Regions from separate parts of the Mus musculus genome. Here region 2 is linked to region 1. Evidence: chromatin contacts called from public promoter capture Hi-C data. All regions are on one chromosome and are shown on one strand. The core of a region is the stretch at or near the end of the contact, and the rest is flanking DNA. Distances in the headings are between cores, read along the strand shown. Region 1 overlaps Spin1 (spindlin 1). Region 2 overlaps Gm46414 (a long non-coding RNA gene).

What was found. Promoter capture Hi-C pulls out the DNA fragments that hold promoters and counts their contacts.
Region 2: a promoter capture Hi-C map of liver shows a contact between it and region 1, with 2.2 times the contacts expected there. The contact joins two enhancer-like sites. A contact is called at or near these places in 5 of 39 promoter capture datasets (the C10 cell line, cranial neural crest, hippocampal neurons and 2 more) and 4 of 484 Hi-C or Micro-C datasets (muscle stem cells, olfactory sensory neurons, pre-B cells and 1 more).

Annotation. Positions count from the first base shown.
Region 1 is chr13:51,106,980-51,113,029 of GRCm38.p6, forward strand. The region is part of intron 1 of Spin1 (spindlin 1); the gene reads left to right. Among named protein-coding and RNA genes, the nearest start is that of Spin1, 9.1 kb to the left of the region's middle. Within about 2 kb of position 3,027, at least 14 of the 459 cell types and tissues checked have an H3K27ac peak or open chromatin away from gene starts, as enhancers often do. A contact at or near this core is called in liver, where this site is marked.
Region 2 is chr13:51,291,422-51,297,289 of GRCm38.p6, forward strand. All of the region lies in intron 2 of Gm46414 (a long non-coding RNA gene), which reads left to right. Among named protein-coding and RNA genes, the nearest start is that of Gm46414, 86 kb to the left of the region's middle. Within about 2 kb of position 1,815, at least 12 of the 459 cell types and tissues checked have an H3K27ac peak or open chromatin away from gene starts, as enhancers often do. A contact at or near this core is called in liver, where this site is marked.

The DNA.
Region 1 (6,050 bases), core at 1,777-4,276:
AAAAGAAAAAAGGGAACAGAGAGCAGATGCATTCATCTCTGGTTCCTGATTGTGGGTCACGGGGCCCTGTGGCCAGCAGCTTCAGCCTCCTGCTACCTTGATTTGCGTTTATTCCCTTGAACTCTGAGCCAGATAAACCTTCCTCCCTCAAGTCGCTGTGTCAGGATATTATTCTATCACAGCGGCAGACCAGAAGCTGTGGTGTCAGGATATTATTCTATCACAGCAGCAGACCAGAAGCTGTGGTACTCTGCAGTAGTCTTTTTTCTTGTATGTGTGTGAGGTTTACTTAGCTTTCATCTCAATTGTACACTCCTGGAATTTTTTTGTAATATATCCAGTGTTTTAATCACACAGTTCTTTTCTTCAGCTTGTCCCAACTTGAGAGCATAGTGGGCCTTCACTTGATATGTGTGTTAATGTTAGACATGTGAGTTTTTCTTTTCTACCGGGAGATGTCTAGGGTTCAAGTTTAGTTTCCTCCCCAATGCTTATGTAGTTTTAGCACCTGTGGTTGGGAGTGGAGTTTAGGGCCTCTCGGCTCTGTTCTGTCCTTGCTACTGCTACTGTCCCGCGTCCGTTGAACTGACTTGGGTCATACATACACTTTGATGCTCTGGAATCAAGGTTAGTACTTTCAGGTTTCACATTGAATTCATCTTTTTTTCTTTGATGTTGAAATGTGTAGTCTTAGCAACATCAGTGCAATTGCATTCCCCCGAATTGCATATGTAGTCGTTTGGAAATAAAGTTAGTAGAACAGCTGTAGGCTCTGTGACTGACAGTTCTTTATGTCTTTATTAGAAACTTAACTACATCTGTTGTATTGTTGATATTCTGAACCAGAAAGCCATCTAAAAATATTAGCTGACTTGGTAAGATGACTCTGTAGTGTAAAAGCACTTGTTTAGGCAGACTTGACCACCTGAGCTCCATCCTTATGTCTCACAGTAGAAGGAAAAATAAGCTTCCACACATCATGAGACTGTCGTGAGAACACACACACACACACACACACACAAATAAATAAGTAAAAGCTCCCTTGAAAAAATTTCAGTTGTGGTATAAGTTTGGTTTATTTGCATTAAATTCTTGCTTAGTCTTTACCAGTTCATATAATATTTTTAATGTTTGGCTTTTTGAGACAGGGTCTCATGACCCTCTTGGCTTAGTTCCTCAAATTCTGGGATTGCAGACCTGGCCACTTCGTGATGCCTGTTTTAATTTTCTTACTGTGTTTCTGTTTGCTTCGCCCCCCCCCCCCCCCCAACAGATCCCTGTGAACATTAATGTAATTCAGAATTCAGAACAGTTTTCAGAAGTCATAGTGCAATCTCTGTTGGTATGTCATCTGTCCTGCCTGTCCCAGTAATATGTTTCTGTTCCTTTAGTGTTTGAGTTTTGAAAATAGAAAATAGCACATGTTTTAATTTCCTTCTTTTATGCCATGAGTTGCTTGATGTCAACGATTCTGGGGACCCATGGTGAAGTCTTGGTACTGCTTCAGTGTTTTGTGGAGCAATGGATTGTTATCAGGTAGAAATGCTGTTTTTGCTTGCCTTCCATCCTGCTTTAGTGGCTCTTCACTTTGACCAACTTTTGTAGTTTGAGGTTCAACAGCAAAATTAGCATGACTCTCATTTTTTAAAAAAATTTTAAATCTAAAGATCTTTTAAAAAAAGATTTATTTTTATTTCCATAGAAATGTGTTTGTCTTATAGTGTATTTTTGTCATGTGTTTGTGGATCCTGGTGGAGACCAGAAGAGGGCATCACATCTCCTTAAGTTACCAGCAGTTGTGAGCTACCTTAAGGAGGTGCTGGGAACTGAACTTGGGCCCTCTGTAAGAGCAGCGCTGGCTCTTAGGTACTGAACCATCTCCTGGGTTCACTCTTACCATAGAACCCGACAACTCTGGCATACTAGTGTTTTGCTGTTTTGGTTTTTTTCCCTTTAAGTCTGGAATTTCCACTTTTTTTGTTTAAGGAAGTATGCTATGACTTTCCTTTGGCATATCCAAACTGACATTACTGTATGTGTACTCTTAGTAAGTAAAATAAGATTGGAACATGAGCCTGCAGGTTCTGCAGTAGTGTGGATCTGAGACCCCCTGTGCCTACCAAGTGATTCCTGTGTGGGTGGTTAGTGTACTGCATAGGTAGGTGGGCAGAAGGGTTATTACTCTTCTGGGCAGCAAAGGGCAGGATTTCATAACGCTACTCAGAGCAGTGTGGCGTTTACACTGTTTTCGGCCTCAGTTTGCACTGGTGGTTAAGCCGCCCGAGGGAAGCCTGTGTACCTTTCCTTCTGCCTTCTGAGGGGAAGATCAGGGATCTTGGTATTTGTTGCTTTTCTATTTAAAATTCCTTCTCTTCCTCTGGATGTTTTGCTCAGGCCTTACTTTGTTGGGTGTGAATTGGAGTGGAGATGTGTCTGGTGCATGCTATAGTCATGAGCAGGTTTCTGCAATTCTTCGTTTAGTCCTCAAAAGTAGTGTTACTTTGCTTGATAACATTGACTAGTTTTCTCAAGAAGGTTGAGTTCTAGAAAAGCAGAGATTGTTTGAGTTTTGCCCTTAATTACTTTTCTAGTTCACTCTCTAGGTTCTGAGTACAATGGCTAGAGTTAACTGTAAGGAACTCAAGGCTGTGAGTTTAAAGTTCTTAGTCCACTGTACAGGTATTCACCTTGTGCTGATGGTTGAGTGAACAATCACCGATTTTACTCCTTTTTTCAATGTTGGTAATTGACCCTGAGGGCCTCCAGGGCAATCACCACCTGTGCCTACACTTAGTTCGTGAGGTGGAGAGGCTAGAGGGTGCCTGGGTCAGAAACCAGTGCAGTGTGCTCAGCCATGGTGCTGCTTCTGCACACATGGGTCTTCAGCTGCTCTGCTTCACAACTGCAGTAGTGAGTGAAGTCTAACCCTGAAGCTACACTACGGTGGATGAGGGTATTGACTGGACAGCACCGAAACCTTAAAGTCAACTCCAATGAGTGGTGTGTGGTTCTCAGAGTCAGCTGAGCTGGAGACCTTGGGAGCTGTTGGGCCAGTGGGAGTGGCCTTTCTGGTCCAGCCTACAGTGACCTACCTCTGCTTCCTCCTTGTTGCCGAAAATCTCTAAATGCCCCTGCAATGAAAATACAACTCAATTAATATGAATACACGCTGTGCTCCCAGATTGGGCAGATCTACTATCTTTCCCATATGAGAGACCCTTAGAACTTGTGGTTTCTCCAGGCCACTTTCCTTCTTCTCCTTCTTCCCTTTGTCCTCTCCTCTTCTCTCCCCAAACCTTCAGCTCCACCTTCCCCTCTTTCTCTGCCCAATCACCGGCTCTAGCCTTTATTTTATACATTTAGGTGGGAAGAAGGTTTACAGGAAATCACCTGAGTGCTGACTCACAGGAAACGGAATTAACACCAAATATAATTAGCCCCAGGGCTATCCTCTGGCGTTTTTCTCACAGCCTGCCCCATCAGTCTTCTAGACATGTAATGAAGTGAGTTATCAGAAGATTGTACAGTCTTGCACTGTACAAACGAAAATCTGAGAGAAATTTGGCATAATTGTGAACAGAACATATACCCACAAAAGATGTATAAAGGTTTGTGTATTATACAAGGTGATTGACAGATACCCAAGCCCATGTTTTTGTACATCTCAGGTGTAGAGCTAATACACTGATGATGACATTCGTTTCTTTGACAGATTCTTGCTATGTAGCTAAGGCTGCTGTGTGGACCTTGCTGTGTAATCTAGGTTATCATCGAATTAGCAATCCTCCTACCTTAGCTTCCAAAATGCTAGAATTAAAGGCCTATGCTATATTTTACATTCTCTGTTCTGTATACTGTGTCAAGTGATAGTCTGGTTTCTGGTTACTTTAAGACTAAGTTAAGAAAAGCGTTCAAATGAGAAAAGCGTTCAAATGAGGGAATTACCAGGAACAGGAGGAAAGAGAGGCTAGGAGACATGAAAAATAGAGTTAAAAACAGGATCTAACCTGCAAGAGTAAAATTCTGGTGGCTGAAGTCCCAGGGCTTTTAGTGGGAAAGGCATCGTTGTGGCATTTCAAGTAGATTTTGGGGGACTAGAACAGGGAAGGCCCCCCTCTATCTGAGGGGTATGGGAATTTGAGCACAATTTCAGGGCAGATTAGAAAAGGAGAGACTAATATAAAAGCACTGTCTATTCCTGTGCTAAACAATGGCTGCCTGCATGCCTTTCTGTCCAGACAGGTCACTTATGGGAGAAAGGACCTTGCCTTACTGAGCAAGATCGTTCTTGTGTGTAGCAAATAAGGTACGAGACATACCCCCATGTTCTTCCTGAAAGGCATCTTGGTTTTCCTTAGGGGGAACTCTCATTCTCTCTCTCTCTCTAAACATTAACTCAGTATTACTTAATTTTGGACTTACCTGGCTTTCTTCTGAAAAATTCTTAACTGTAGTAGTGATGAAGTTAATTAGTTACACCTGAAATTTTGACCAGTTGCTGTGCATAGTAATCAGTCTACACAGTCTACAAACTCCAAATGATTGAAGATCTCCAGACTCTAATGTCTTTAGTGTGTAGCTGTCCATTCTAGCCCTACTGCTGAATTTCAGTGAGAATATCAGCTTCATCTTACTCCTTTTCGGATTTTGATACATTGTCTGGTGTAGTTCAGGTTGACCTTGAAGCCCTGACTCTCCTGCCTCTGTTTTCAGACTTGGCCACCCTTTGAATATCATTTTCTCAAACAAATTCTTAGGTTAAGTTTTTAGGTTCTTTATTCTCTTTTGATAACTGGTGTGTCTTAGGGTTTTGCTGCTGTGAACAGACACCATGACCAAGACAACTCTTTTTTAAATTATTTTTTTATTTTTATTTATTATATGTAAGTACACTGTAGCTGTCTTCAGACACTCCAGAAGAGGGCATCAGATTTTGTGACGGATGGTTGTGAGCCACCATGTGGTTGCTGGGATTTGAACTCAGGACCTTTGGAAGAGCAGTCAGTGCTCTTATCCGCTGAGCCATCTCTCCAGCTCCAAGACAACTCTTATAAGGACATTTAATTGGGGCTGGCTTACAGATTCAGACTATTATTATCAAGGTGGCAGCATGGCAGCATCCAGGCAGGTATGGTGCAGGAGGAGCTGAGAGTTCTACATCTTTATCTGAAGGCTGCTAGCAGAGTACTGGCTTCCAGGCAGCTAGGATGAGAGCCTGAAAACCCACACTCACAGTGACACACACCTACTCCAACAGGGCCACACCTTCTAATAATGCCACTCCCTGGGCTGAGTATATATCAGCCATCGTATTTTACTCCCTGGCCCCCAAAGGCTTGTTCAAGCATATGAGTTTGGGGGCCACACATAAACAACAGTATAATGCAAAATATATTTAGTCCAACCTCAAAAGTCTCCATAGTCTATAGCAGTCTCAACAATGTTAAAAGTCTGAAGTTCAAAATCTCTTCTGAGATTCATCCAATCACTTAACTGTAACCCTCAAAGCAAGACAGGAAACCAGCTGGGCAAACTCTAAACTCTGCATTTCCATGTCTGATGTCAAAGGGGTCGTCAGATCTTCAACTCCTTTTTCATCTTTGCTGACTGCAACCAACTTCTTTCTCCTGGGCTAGTTCCACTCCTTGTTAGCAACTTTCCTCAGTAGATAGTCCACAGCTCTGGCATCTCAAAGATCTTGGGGTCTCCAAGGTTACTTCAGTATTATAGCTTTTTGTTTCAATGTCTGGGATCAGCCTATCTTCTGGGCTCCTCCAAAAGGCAGGCATCACTTCTCCATCTTTGCCTTTTGTAGCACTCTAAGCTCAGGTTGATCCACTCCATTGCCGCTGCTGTTCTTGGTGATCATCCTATGGACATCTCCAATACGCTGGAGTCTTCTGCCACAACCAGGCTTCACCAATAGCCTCTTATAGGCTCTTTTCATGGTGCCAAGCCTCAACTCATTTTCATGACCCCTTCAGTCCTGGGCCATCAACTGCAACTGAGGCAGCATTTTCACCAATGGCCTTCCATGGTCTCTCACAACC
Region 2 (5,868 bases), core at 565-3,064, 180 kb after region 1:
CCTCAACCCAAGCACTGGGTTATAGGAACACTCATAGCCACACCCAGCTTTTTTGTGGTTGCTGGGGATTCAAATTCAGACCTTCTTTGAGGCTTTTTAATTCTCTGTGCCATCCCTTCAGTCTCCCGTGTGTGCTACTTTACCAAAGTTCTCTACTGTGGAATGCGTAGATGGCCACCCACTCGACAGTGGCTCATCTGACAATTTCCTGACACCGCAGAAACATAGGCATACAACCTCTGTTAGCTTTCATGGTAGTTGTCAATGAATTACAGGACTTCTCTACTACTCTACTGTAAAGCAAGCTTTCTTCCAGATGATTTTGGCCAACTGTGTTCTAACCAAAGTAGGCAAGGCTTGGTTGTATGAATCATTTCAAAGTTGATTTGTTAGATTTATTTGTGGTGCTGGAGATGGAACTCAGGGCCTTAGAGTGTATGGTACAGTTGAAGTACACCAGCCTGACATACGTACATGCGTGCGAGGCCCGACACACTACTCTGTGCGTTCGTGCGTGCATGTGTGCATGCGTGTGTGTGCGTGTGTGTGTGTGTGTGTGTTTATATATACAGCACAGCTGTGGAGTAGCTGGAAATGTTAACCTTGACCACTCACACACAGTTTCTTCAGGGGATCACGTGCAGATTGCACAGGTGAGCTACATGCCCGTTCTACCCTGCTCTATATCGGATTCAGTTTGTTTGCCATTCAGTGCCAGCCATCCTCAAGGGTAGACACCCTCAGGGTTCAACGAAAGAGAAAATGCAGTTTTCTGAGGTGGCAGAGTAGAAGGACCAAAGGGTGCCTGCCAGGTTAGGTGAGAGCAAAGGTGAGCCCGAGGTTTAAACTCAGAAGCATCTGTTCGGAAAACATCGAGGGGACAGCTGAGAAGATATGAACATCTGAACGGAAGGAAACATCTATCTGTCTATCTATCTATCTATCTATCTATCTATCTATCTATCTATCTATCTATCTATCATCTACCTATCTGTCTATCTATCTATCTGTCTATCTTTGTCGGCCAGAGTCTTACTGTATAGCCCTGGCTGGCTTGGAACTTGTTATGTAAACCAGAAAAGCACCTTGCTTTTATAAAGCTGTTTGTTTTCCCTGTTAGAAAACAAACCCAAGACTTCATGTTTTCCAGACAAGCGCTCTATCAGTGAGCTACATCCTATCCCTACGACACATTCTTAGGGTCTGCTTTTGCTTCTATTTGAAAGCATGTTTGTGTACCTGTGTGCATTGAGTGGAGGTCAGAGGTTGGCGTCCTGCCCCAGCCAGTCTCTATGTGCTTATAGAGGTAGATCTGAACCCAGAGCTCTGATAGTCATGCTTAAGCAAATGAGTCTGATCCTATTGCAGGAGAGAGAGAGAGAGAGAGAGAGAGAGAGAGAGAGAGAGAGAGAGAGAGAGAGCATTCCATGGCTTTGCAGCTCTTCCCGGTCTGCAGAACTTAAACCACCAAGTTTCTCTTCTCACCAGACTGCTCCCAGCACAATGGTCATTCACCTTCTGAGGTGGCATCACCAAAGCCATGTCCTCACTCCCTGGCTCTCTTTCTCCCACAGTTTAAAGACTGTCCTAACTAACATTTCCAGCAAAGCATGGACTCCTTGTTTGTCTTTTTTTTTTCTGAGCCCTCCCTCCTTCACCAGCTGAGGAGTGGGAGCTCTCTGAGACTCCTGTAACAGAATCCAGGTCATTATGCAGAAAATATTGAGCATAACCCCCAAGAGGCAAAGCCTTAGGCCGGAAGGTAGGATTAAGAGCAGCCAAGAACTAGAGAGCAGGCAAGTTCAACGGGAAGGACAGCCATTTCCTGTTCTTACAATTCCCTGAGTGGGTCTGGTTAGAAGAGGTGGTGAGAGGCTGGGGAGGAAGAGTCCCAGGCTTCAGGCTGGTCAGGGCAAGTCCCAGAATGGTCAGGGGGACCTACTTGGCCTCATCCTCACAGCACTTGAGGGCTTCTTCACTTCCGGGCCTCCTCGCTGCAGGCCTATTCACTTCAGGTCCTTCTCACTACAGGGCCTCCTCACTACAGGGCCTCCTCACTGCAGGGCCTCCTCACTACAGGGCCTCCTCACTGCAGGCCTCTTCACTTCAAGTCCTCCTCACTGCAGGCCTCCTCACTGCAGGACCTCCTCACTGCAGGCCTCCTCACTACAGGGCCTCCTCACTGCAGGCCTCTTCACTGCAGGCCTCCTCACTACAGGGCCTCCTCACTGCAGGACTCCTCACTGCAGGCCTCTTCACTTCAAGTCCTCCTCACTGCAGGCCTCCTCACTGCAGGCCTCTTCACTACAGGGCCTCCTCACTGCAGGACTCCTCACTGCAGGACCTCCTCACTGCAGGCCTCTTCACTACAGGGCCTCCTCACTGCAGGACTCCTCACTGCAGGCCTCTTCACTTCAGGGCTTCCTCACTACAGGACCTCCTCACTGCAGGCCTCCTCACTACAGGGCCTCCTCACTGCAGAGCCTCCTCACTGCAGAGCCTCCTCACTGCAGAGCCTCCTCACTGCAGAGCCTCCTCACTGCAGAGCCTCCTCACTGCAGAGCCTCCTCACTGCAGGGCCCTGCTCTGTTGCTTTGCCTTTGAGGAAAGGGGATGGATGGGCAGAGGATGGAGTGGTATGTGAGGTGTTGTATGTAAATGTGAGGGTGTGGATGTGTGTAGTTAATAAGATGCAGAAGGAGGGTGAGTGGAATGGCTCAGTGAGAGCCTGCTGAGAGCTTGGTGACCTGGGTGCAACTCCAGGTCAGAATCGACAGAGAAAGGAGAGGACTGGCTTCATAAAGTTGACATTTGGCCTCTACATACTCATACTACACATGCCCACACACCATCACCATCATCATCACCACCATCATCACCACCATCATCCCCACCATCATTACTACATAAAACAGTATGTTTTAAAGTGAAATTAAGCCTTGCGCCAGCATTCCCCCCTTGACTGTAGATATGATGTCACCCACCACTACAACTTCTACCCTTGAGCTGTGGACCAGAATAAACCAGAGCCAGTGGCTTTGGTCAGTGTATTTATTACATGGGGGGGGGGGTTGGGAAGAGGGGGGATAACAAATGCACCATCCACAAACATTCAGTGTGCGTGGGTTTTAAAAATGCAAGGACAAGGACGGGCATGGTAGTGCACGCCTTTAATCCCAGCACTCGGGAGTCAGAGGCAGGTGGATCTCTGAGTTCAAGGCCAGCCTGTCCTACAAAGTGAGTTCCAGGACAGCCAAGGCTATACAGAGAAACCCTGTCTCAAAAAAACAAAAACAAAAAAAAGAAAAAGAAAAAAGAGAAGAGAAGAGAAGAGAAGAGGAGAGGAGAGGAAAGGAAAGGAAAGGAAAGGAAAGGAAAGGAAAGGAAAGAAAAGAAAAGAAAAGAAAAGAAAAGAAAAGAAAAGAAAAAAGAAATGTAAGGACAGATCTTAAAATCAGCACAGCTATGATCTGCTCACCGTGCAGGTCTCCAAGCCATGTCTCTTTCTTTGCCCCTAATGACCAGAGTCAACCTTGGGTGTCTCCATCAAACACTTGCCACAGTTTTTTGAGACAGGGTCTCTCACTGAACCTGGAGCTTGCCCATGCAGCTGGAGTGGCTATGGAGCCCAAGGGTTCCGCGGTCTCCAGTCTCTGTCCCCACCCCCACCCCCATGCTAATGTTACAGGCACACACTGCTACTATAGTACTTCCTTTTGCTTTGTCTTAAGAGCATGGGTGCCAGGGATCTGAACACGCCTGTAGGGCAAATGCTTTGCCTACTGGTTCAGCTATTAATGGGCATCTGGGTTGTAGCACATTGTGGCGTCTATGAACAATGTTGCCGTGAGCATGGACATGCAGGTACCTCCATGTTACGTGGACTTAGATTCCTTTGAGTATAGCAGGGTGTGTTCTAGCCAGAGCACATGGAAGTTCTATTTTTAAGTTTCTAAGGAGCCTCTACACTGGTTTCTGTGGTCACTGGGCTGTTACATCTCCACCCCGTTGTAAGGGTTCTTTCATGCACTCAGTGTGAAATGCAATCAGTTATTGTTTCCTGGATCACTGACGGGGTGAAGAAGAGATCGCAACACAGGTTTGGTTTGCTTTTCTCTCATGGCTAAAGACGATGAACTTTTTTTGCCTCTCTGTGTTTGGATGCTTGTGTTTCATCTTCTTGAGTGCTGTCCGTTCATTTCTTTATCTATTCCACACACTAATCCCTCAGGCTTCTGTAGGATAGGCCTTGTCTACATTGATGGCTTCACATTGCTTTAATGTGCAACTTCTGTGCAAGGAGGAACTGTGCCCCCTCCACACCTCACAGAGCTGGGCCATGGCGTGGAGGGAGGGTCGGCTCTGTCTGACCTGTTGTTGCTCCAGCCTCACCTTCCTCCTGGTAGAGCTGCCCTGTTAGTTGATAATCTGACATCACGTCTTCAGATGGACTCCTCCTCCTCCTCCTCCTCCTCCTCCTCCTCCTCCTCCTCCTCCTCCTCCTTCTCCCCCCTCAAGGAATCAGGGTTGGATGGCTTAGTCCTCCAGGGAGCACAACTTCCTTCCATCACAGCCTCTGCCCATGTAAACACTCAGTCATGCCAGCAAACCCGTGGTGAAATCGAAGATGCAATCGCTCTGTAGCTGTGGAGGAAGGACAGAACCCAGGGGCTGGCTTGGCTCAAGGGAACAGTTACTAAGCAGATCACAGAGAGACCTGTTCTTGGCTTTGTCCCAGGAAAAAAGAAAGGAGGACAGGCAGAAACTCTGGGAGAATGGACAGAGGGACAGCTGACAGGCAAGCAAGGTGTGGGTGTGAGTGTATGAGAGACAAAGAGACAGAGAGAGTCAGAGACAGAGACAGTGAAAGGCAGAGAGACAGGGACAAAGAGACAGCTGTCGGGCAAGCAAGGTGTATGTGTGTGATGTGTGTGTTTGTGTGTGATGTGTGTGTTTATGTGTGAATGTATGTGTGTGAGAGAGAGAGAAAGAGAGAGAGGCAGAGAGACAGAGATAGAGATCAGAGAGACACACAGAGACACAGAGACAGCTGACAAGCAAGTAAGGGGTGTGTGTATGTGTGTGTGTGCACAAGAGAGAGAGACACACACATACAAACACACAGGGGAGAGAGAGAGAGAGAGAGAGAGAGAGAGAGAGAGAGAGAGAGAGAGAGAGAAAAGCCTGTGAGTCTGAGTTTACATGTGGGAACACGGCAAATAAAGTCTAAAGCTAACATTGCCAACATTGCAGCTGCCCGCCTGTGAGCAATGGCACAGTGGAAGTCACCCTCCTCCCAGCAGTGAGACCCCTTCACCTAACTCCCGAAATGTCTTCACTATGAGCCACGCTCTTTCAATGTGCTTTGTGGGAAGAGGGGCACACCCTAGGGGGCCTGTTCAACTGCATGCCTGAGCTCTGTCTGACTGTGGAGGGTCTGCTTTGTTGGAATCACTGCTAACCAGCTGAGGACCACGGAGGAGACCCTGTATGAAAGGAGAAACCCAGAGAGGGAGCTGCTGTGGCCAGGGAAGAGGGGAGCAGCCCAGAGCTGGCCACCATGTGAACTCTGTTTCCTTTGCTGGGTGGTGTTCCAGGCACACCCTCTTTGCTCCCTCCCAACCTACTGCAGGATCCATCACCTGCTGTTGCAGGAGGGTGGCTTGGCCTCGTCTGAGGTAGAGACATGTGTGACATCAGGATTCCCAGAGCTTGGGAAGGGAGAAGAGACCATCTGTGTGGTCTCAAGGTCTCCATGAGCAATGACATTTCTAGGACTTTCCATTCTCAACAAAAGCTGGGGGACTCATTCAGGCCTGGCTGTACTTTTCCACTTCCATGTCTTCCCAGCTAGACTCAGACAGACGA